Regions from separate parts of the Zea mays genome. Here region 2 is linked to region 1. Evidence: chromatin contacts called from public Hi-C data. All regions are on one chromosome and are shown on one strand. Each heading gives the region's core, a stretch centred on a gene start, on an enhancer-like site or on the middle of the called end of the contact. The rest is flanking DNA. Distances are from core to core; before and after follow the strand shown.

The links. A called contact is a pair of places that touch in the nucleus more often than the background predicts.
Region 2: a contact with region 1 is called in a Hi-C map of endosperm, with 2.1 times the contacts expected there. The contact joins the enhancer-like site here to the promoter of LOC100501338 in region 1. A contact is called at or near these places in 4 of 25 Hi-C or Micro-C datasets (ear, endosperm and leaf).

Annotation. Positions count from the first base shown.
Region 1 is chr6:73,119,728-73,123,069 of Zm-B73-REFERENCE-NAM-5.0, reverse strand. LOC100501338 reads right to left here and starts at 2,086. Exons shown (of 11, transcript NM_001362598.1): 1 at 1,985-2,086; 2 at 397-469; 3 at 1-36. The coding sequence starts at 449.
Region 2 is chr6:73,211,565-73,214,793 of Zm-B73-REFERENCE-NAM-5.0, reverse strand. No RefSeq gene overlaps it. Among protein-coding and RNA genes, the nearest start is that of LOC103629422, 9.9 kb to the right of the region's middle. Within about 2 kb of position 1,328, at least 18 of the 20 cell types and tissues checked have an H3K27ac peak or open chromatin away from gene starts, as enhancers often do. A contact at or near this core is called in ear, endosperm and leaf, where this site is marked.

The DNA.
Region 1 (3,342 bases), core at 837-3,336:
ACTTTCTTCTTCATCAACTTGTAATTGATATAATATCTGAAAACATTGACATAGAGACAACAGTCAAGCTTGGTAACTAAGGATGCAAGTATGGAATCTTTTACACTAAGGAGTATAGTAAACAGAGACCACAGAAATGCGATGTGTCAAAACTACAAGGCAGCATAGCCATGAATGCTATTACAAAACAATCAAAGATTGAATAATGTCAATGCTTCATAACCAGATTATCAATTTGTTCAGTAAATGCACGCAAATGATTTAAATTCGAAAAGAAAAAGAAAGCCACTGAATGAATTGGAAGTAGATGTTATTCAGAGAACCCATAACTTTGTAGTAATATAGATTGGTTCACTGTAAAGTATAAACAGAAACCTATACAGATATAAACAGTACCCTTTCCATTCTGGAATTTGATCAGCCATCAATTTCTTCCCGAAGTTAACCATCTTGAGTTTAAAATACTAATCTGCCAATGAAAGTAGCACTGTGTTAGCACTTAGCAGCACAAACAGACAAAGAAAAAAGATATTAATGATAGTTGCTGAGATGTGAGTGACATAAAAAAGGAATAAAAATGTCAACGAGCAAGGTTCTCTCTATGGACATATGTTTTCAGTTTAGCGTAAAGTCAGCTGTAAAACTCAGTACCGTCACATGGGAGAAAACAACAGACATAGTAAGGTAACACAAGGAACCTACATATACCCTAAGATGAGAAACGTCCAACACAAAAGCTACCAATAGTCCCACGACAATATGAGCACAAGCAATCTTGAGAGAATCACATCTGTGCACGCTACTCCACATGACAATGACCAAGACCAAAAGCACCATCTGTATCTATAGCAATAGAGCACTTAGATATCATTACTGACCAAAACAAAGCACAGCCACAGCCTTGTTATCTTGTCCTCTTGAATAGAGAAGCAATTACAGAGAACCGCAAATAAACTTTGGCAACCGCAACTTGATTTGTTTGTCACAATCTCTTAGTGCAAAAGATGGCAACAAATTATCAAAGTCCATTTTGTCTTACTGAATGACAACTTCTCAACCAATCATGTGATCGATTACCCTTGATTTTTTTTCTTTGCATCAACTTGTGATGCACATGCAGCTGACAGTAGATGAGTCAGCATAAAGGTATCGTGCAACCATATTAAAACCTATAATCTGGAAACCACCAAAAGCAATTTGTGTAACAGTGAAGGCTAGAACTACTGATGAAAAACATACAACCTTGATGGTTCAAGCTGAAGTTCAGGCCAGATCTAACTGGGTTCAAGCTATAGCACCCACATAACCATAGACCCCATCCGGAGACACCCTACCTCAAATTCAATCAAATTGGCACTTGGGAGTGACAGTCAGGGATCTCTCGCAACAGTAAACAGCATCCTACCAAAACAAACGTAGCCTTCGGCTGAAGGTGAAATTAAGGACACAGGCGAAACAAATTTCACATCGGGTTTCAGCTCTGGGACAACAGGCAAATATCTCGCTCAAACTAAAGTCTGGAGCAATGTCTCGCAACAGGGGGTGGGGATGGGATCTCCCTACCAAGTCTAACCCAGACCCAACGGGAACAGGCTTGGTTAGCTGGTGTTTCCCAACAAAGCAGCCTGCCGCCCCTTCGCCGGGACCACGCCCCACGGTATGAGACGATCCGCGCAGAAATCATCGCAGAGGCACTGAAACTCTCGAGGGCGGACGAATCCATCCGATACGGTGGCCTCGAGCTCGACACTACTCAACGCATCAACGCAGGTCGCTGTCGCCTAAATCACCCACAGAATCCCGCCGGCATCTCAGCGCAAGCCACCCGCCCAAATTGAAGTACTGAACAAACCCAACGGCATGCCAAAAAGGACGGCGTGAGATCACGGGTTCGGTACACGGGCGAGCCAGCGAGCGAGCGGTGCTGAAACGAAGGTTCTAATCAGGAATTCACGGGCGAGTGAGCGATGAGCCTCGTCGTTACCTGCGCGGAGCGGAGGCGAGTGGCAGGGGAAGGGGATGCCGTCGGGAGGGATGGAGGGGCCGCGAGAGCAACGGGATGCGGGTATTTATAGCCAGGCGAACGAGGTGGAAGAGAGACGGGCGCGGGTGGCAGCAGCCGGTAGCCGTGAGACTATCCGCAACCGTTACCCCTAAATTTTTCCTCCTATATCACTTTTTCCCTCTATTTTCCTCCCTATTTTTTAATCTCCCGCAGCGGTTCCCCCTAAATACTCCCCCTATACCCCACTACCACTATAAAATATCATTTTCTATACCAACTATCAATTTTTTATCTACTAACAATTACTCGTGGACCCACAGTACAGTGTTGTAGGGAGTGAACAGTGAAACGCTAAGGGCCTGATTGGTTGCCGTATCTAGGCAGCATGGCCGAGCGAGCCAGGTCCGCGGCAGCCTGGCTGTGCATCGCGTGAGCCTGGCTCCACAGATGCGCAGATTTTGGTCGCATCTCCAGAGCCTGGCCCGAGCTCCTTTTTTGCATCGCGAGACACAGGCGCTGATGCATATGCGGCAAACCAAACAAGCGGCAAAGTAGCACGCGCCTGGTTACGTGGATGCAACCTACAACCAAATACACTACGACCGCATACCGTGAGCCTGGTTGGCCTATATGCGGGCAACCAATCAGGCCCTAAATTGAGGGAGAGAGAGAAGAGGGCCGCCGACTAGAGGGCCATTTAGGGGAGGGCGCTGCAGCTGGTAGCGGTTACCTGTAGCCGCCATCCACGCGCAAGGGGAGGGGTAGAGTCATGCGCTGCGGACAGTCTGAGCCGCCCCCGGCGATAGGCGGCGCGGGGTCGCTCGCGGTGAGCGTTCGCACCTCGGATTGGCCGGTTCGATTGGGTCGAGTCGAGCGAGTGACGGCCTGACGGGGTCCGTGCGCGTCCCCGATTTCGGGGGCGAGGACCGTAGGCCACGTCAGCGCGCCGCGTAAACTGCAGAGCGTTCCGTGCCGTTGCACTGCACGGCGGCGGCCAAGGGCCATCCCGTGTGCACTACGGCAAGTAGTACAACACTAGCTAGTGTCCGCGTTCTTCGGAGTACTTTTCAGCGTGGCACGCTTTGCGGCCCCTGCTCCTCCGTCCAAAAAAAAAAGATGTTTTTCTCTTTTCAATAACGCTAGCTTAAATTTAAAAATCACCTAAGTGTGTAGAAACTAATTTCCTTACTATATTAAAACATCAGTTTCGACGGTTGTCTTTCGTCATATTTTTATGTAAAACCTCTTGTATTTTGCTTCTCTCAACCTACCGTCCTCTCCCTTCCCACGACCCAACCACGTTGTCTCTCGCTATCTGCAGTCATCACAATGAAACA
Region 2 (3,229 bases), core at 79-2,578, 92 kb before region 1:
ACATAGGTTAAATTATTATCCAATTATAAAAGTGGAGAATATGATGTAAATTAGTACTATACTGTTTGGACAATATTATAATGAATCTAATGCAATTGGAACGGATTGAATCGGAGCTAAAAAGAATTAGTTATGCTTTTTCTAAGATTTTGGAATTACTTTTGCATTAAAAATTATTTTCGAATTAATTTTATCCATAACCAAAGGTGTTTGGACCGCGACCACTATTAGATAAAAGCTCAGGGTTGAATTTGCGAAGAAAAGGACCTCTGCGCAATTAATTTTGGACTAAGGCTAGACCACGGGTTTAATTCACCAAAGCACAGGGGCTCGTATGTGAAATAGGCTAGCCGAAAAGGATCTGTTTGTTGCCCAGCCACCTGATCATGATCCGGCGGCCCGGATTAGTCGCAGCCCTCATCAAATCGGTATACAATGAAAGCCCCACGATTCCGGATCGATGTTCATGATCCAAGCGAAGGTCCAAGCGAAGGTGGTGGCGGGCTCGCCGGAGCCACACCCGTTTGCGCACATGAGAGTCATTTGCCTATCCAATAGAAGCTACACAGAGTGGGGATGATGGTGAGTTGGTGACCATGTGGAGGGGAAACTCACCAATGGTGACGATAGGGAAGGTACTGGCCACGCTAGGGTGTCGATCGGAGGCAGCGGTGTGCTTTCGATGAGCAATCAGCTTAGCCCCGAAGCAATACCCGCCAAATTGGTGTTACCCAAAGCTTCTACTCGGCCCGACGAACATCTGGGAGGTCCTCTCAATGACTATCCATGGCACAAAGCCTCTGTCCACGGCATCGGCGGTGATTTCCTTGCCCTGACGAGAAATTCCGGTCACGCTTCATGCCATCCAAGCACGGCGAGACCATGGATGGGTGCTGTACCCACGGGCGATGCACCATGCCGAGGTTGAAGCGACGGTGGATGAGCGGGATTGGCTACAACGGCGACGGTGCTCTTTTCTTTCTCTGTGTTTGCGATAATGGTAGGGCGACCATGGCTCCGTGCGCGGCTTTGGTTTTGGAGGGCTAATGGGGGGGGGTCTGCTTATATGCACGTGGGGCGAGGATAGGCAATGGGCAGGGATGAGGATCCTCCTAGGCGGAGTCCGCATGAATGGCGAGATCCACGGCCAACGCAACAACCCAAATCCGGCGCCCAGTCTATTGCGTTCTGATGTAGAGGACGCCCCTGACACCATGGGCCCCCGGCGCGGCGAAAGCAAGGCCTCACGAAGCACCCGTTCGAGCAGGCCCGATTGCCAGCGGTTGCAGGGGGTATGCGAGCGCACGGGTGAGACTAGCAGGGGGCCCGCTAGTCGGCGCTGTGGGAGATCCCTGGGTCGCGTGGATTGCTTCGAAGGGAACCAGGCCGAGAGAGGGGATATGGAGTGGGCCGCCGGGATAGGTTCTGGCCCAAGCTTAGGCATCGGGCAAGTTTCTCCTTTTATATTTTTTCTGGTTTTATCAATCTCCTTTCTAATTTCAAATTCAAATATGGTTTCGATTAGCAAATTCAAATATGAATGAAACAAACAAGAAAACCCCACATGAGGTGAAAAGAGAAGTTTTGATGTATTTATTTATGATTCTATTCGTTTAGATTAATGCTCCCAAATGTGAAACAAAAAAATCACTCAACAAAAACAATTATATTTACCTTTGTTTTATGGTCTTGTTATTATATTTTATATTTATTGTTTTTTACTTTGATTGATTGGTGAGTATTACCAGACCACCAAAATGGTATTTTGGGTGTTACAGTCCTTGGATACTATTCCACTGAGTCTATGACCGTTTGCGAAAAAACTCCTTGGCTTTGATCTATTTGTGCACTACATCCATCGTCTTCCTTAGAACAGAGAGAGAGAAGGGAGATGAGGCGCGCTTGGTCGACGGCTTACCGACGACGATGCGAACGAGGCAACGGTCGGGGAGTATCAGCAGTCGACGGTGAACTCGACGGCGTCCTCGGCTCGACAGGTTGTGGACGGAGACGCTCGGTCCACGCGCGCCGGCGGGAAGCGAAGAACTGCGACGTCGACGACGGTGCTCGGAGCTTCTCCGAGCTCAAGCGAGGGGCTCCGGGTTCTTGGCTCGGCGGCGAAGCAAGGGCGGTGTTCGGTTTGGACGGTGGTGGACGAGGGAAAGCGCGGCCACGACCTTAGCTCGCATCGGCCATGGCGACGCGGCGTCGGGGTGGAAGAAGAAAGCGAGGGCGAGAGTGGGTGTGAGAGAGTGAGACGAGAGCAAAAGGAGGCGAGAGTGGCTGGGTGCTCGGTGAAATGGAGCAGGCGCGTCTGCTGGCTTGCCCACCCGCGCGGACAAAGAACGGCGCGGAGCAGGGCGCAGCGACCACGTGTCTTGTAGCCGTTGGCCGGCTCACACACTGGATTGTCCGGCGCTCCGCACGGACCATCCGGTGAATTATAGCCGAAGGAGTCTGCTTTTCGCAAGAGCAACCCGTTCGGCCGGACAATCACCGGATTGTCCGGTGCTACCCAGAGCAGACCGAATGCTTCTTTTTCATGCCAACATTTCTTTGCTCTTTTTGGCTCGACTTCATATAGTCCCTAACACTTAGACAAATATAATTAGTACCTAAAACAATTGACTAAGTACTAGAAGCATTCATTTTTCACTTGGAACCATATAGATTTTTAGTATGCCCATTTTCAAGCCTAAAAGTGCCTTTTTCTCAATTTGCTTTAACTATATGTGCTTATGCTCATACAAGATTATGTTAGTCTAAAATAATGTGTTGAATATTTAATCAACAAAACAAAATAGAAATGACCCAAAGACACATTATAGATTATAGATTTGTAGAAAATATGAAAGTACGATGTAATTGTGAAGAAAATATAATATACTAGTAATTGATAAGCAAAGTATCTCATGATAAGATAATGTGAAGAAGATAACTATACAAGTGTTCTTTCGAAATGCAAAATACATGAAATGGGAAAAAGAATATAGATAATCTTATAATTACTAAGTAGATAGATAAGTGTTGTGTTAGGATATGGATATACGATAGATAGTTTCACCAAACACATGTCAAAAACAGATAGAGGTGTGACCGTGTGACACAGAGGTGGTAACTATGAATTTGAAAAGTGAATAATAAAAGTCTAGCACAACCGGATAAAGATTAAAAAATCTAAAATGATAACCGTGTAAGAATTAATATAAACTAAGCAAATATCAATGTT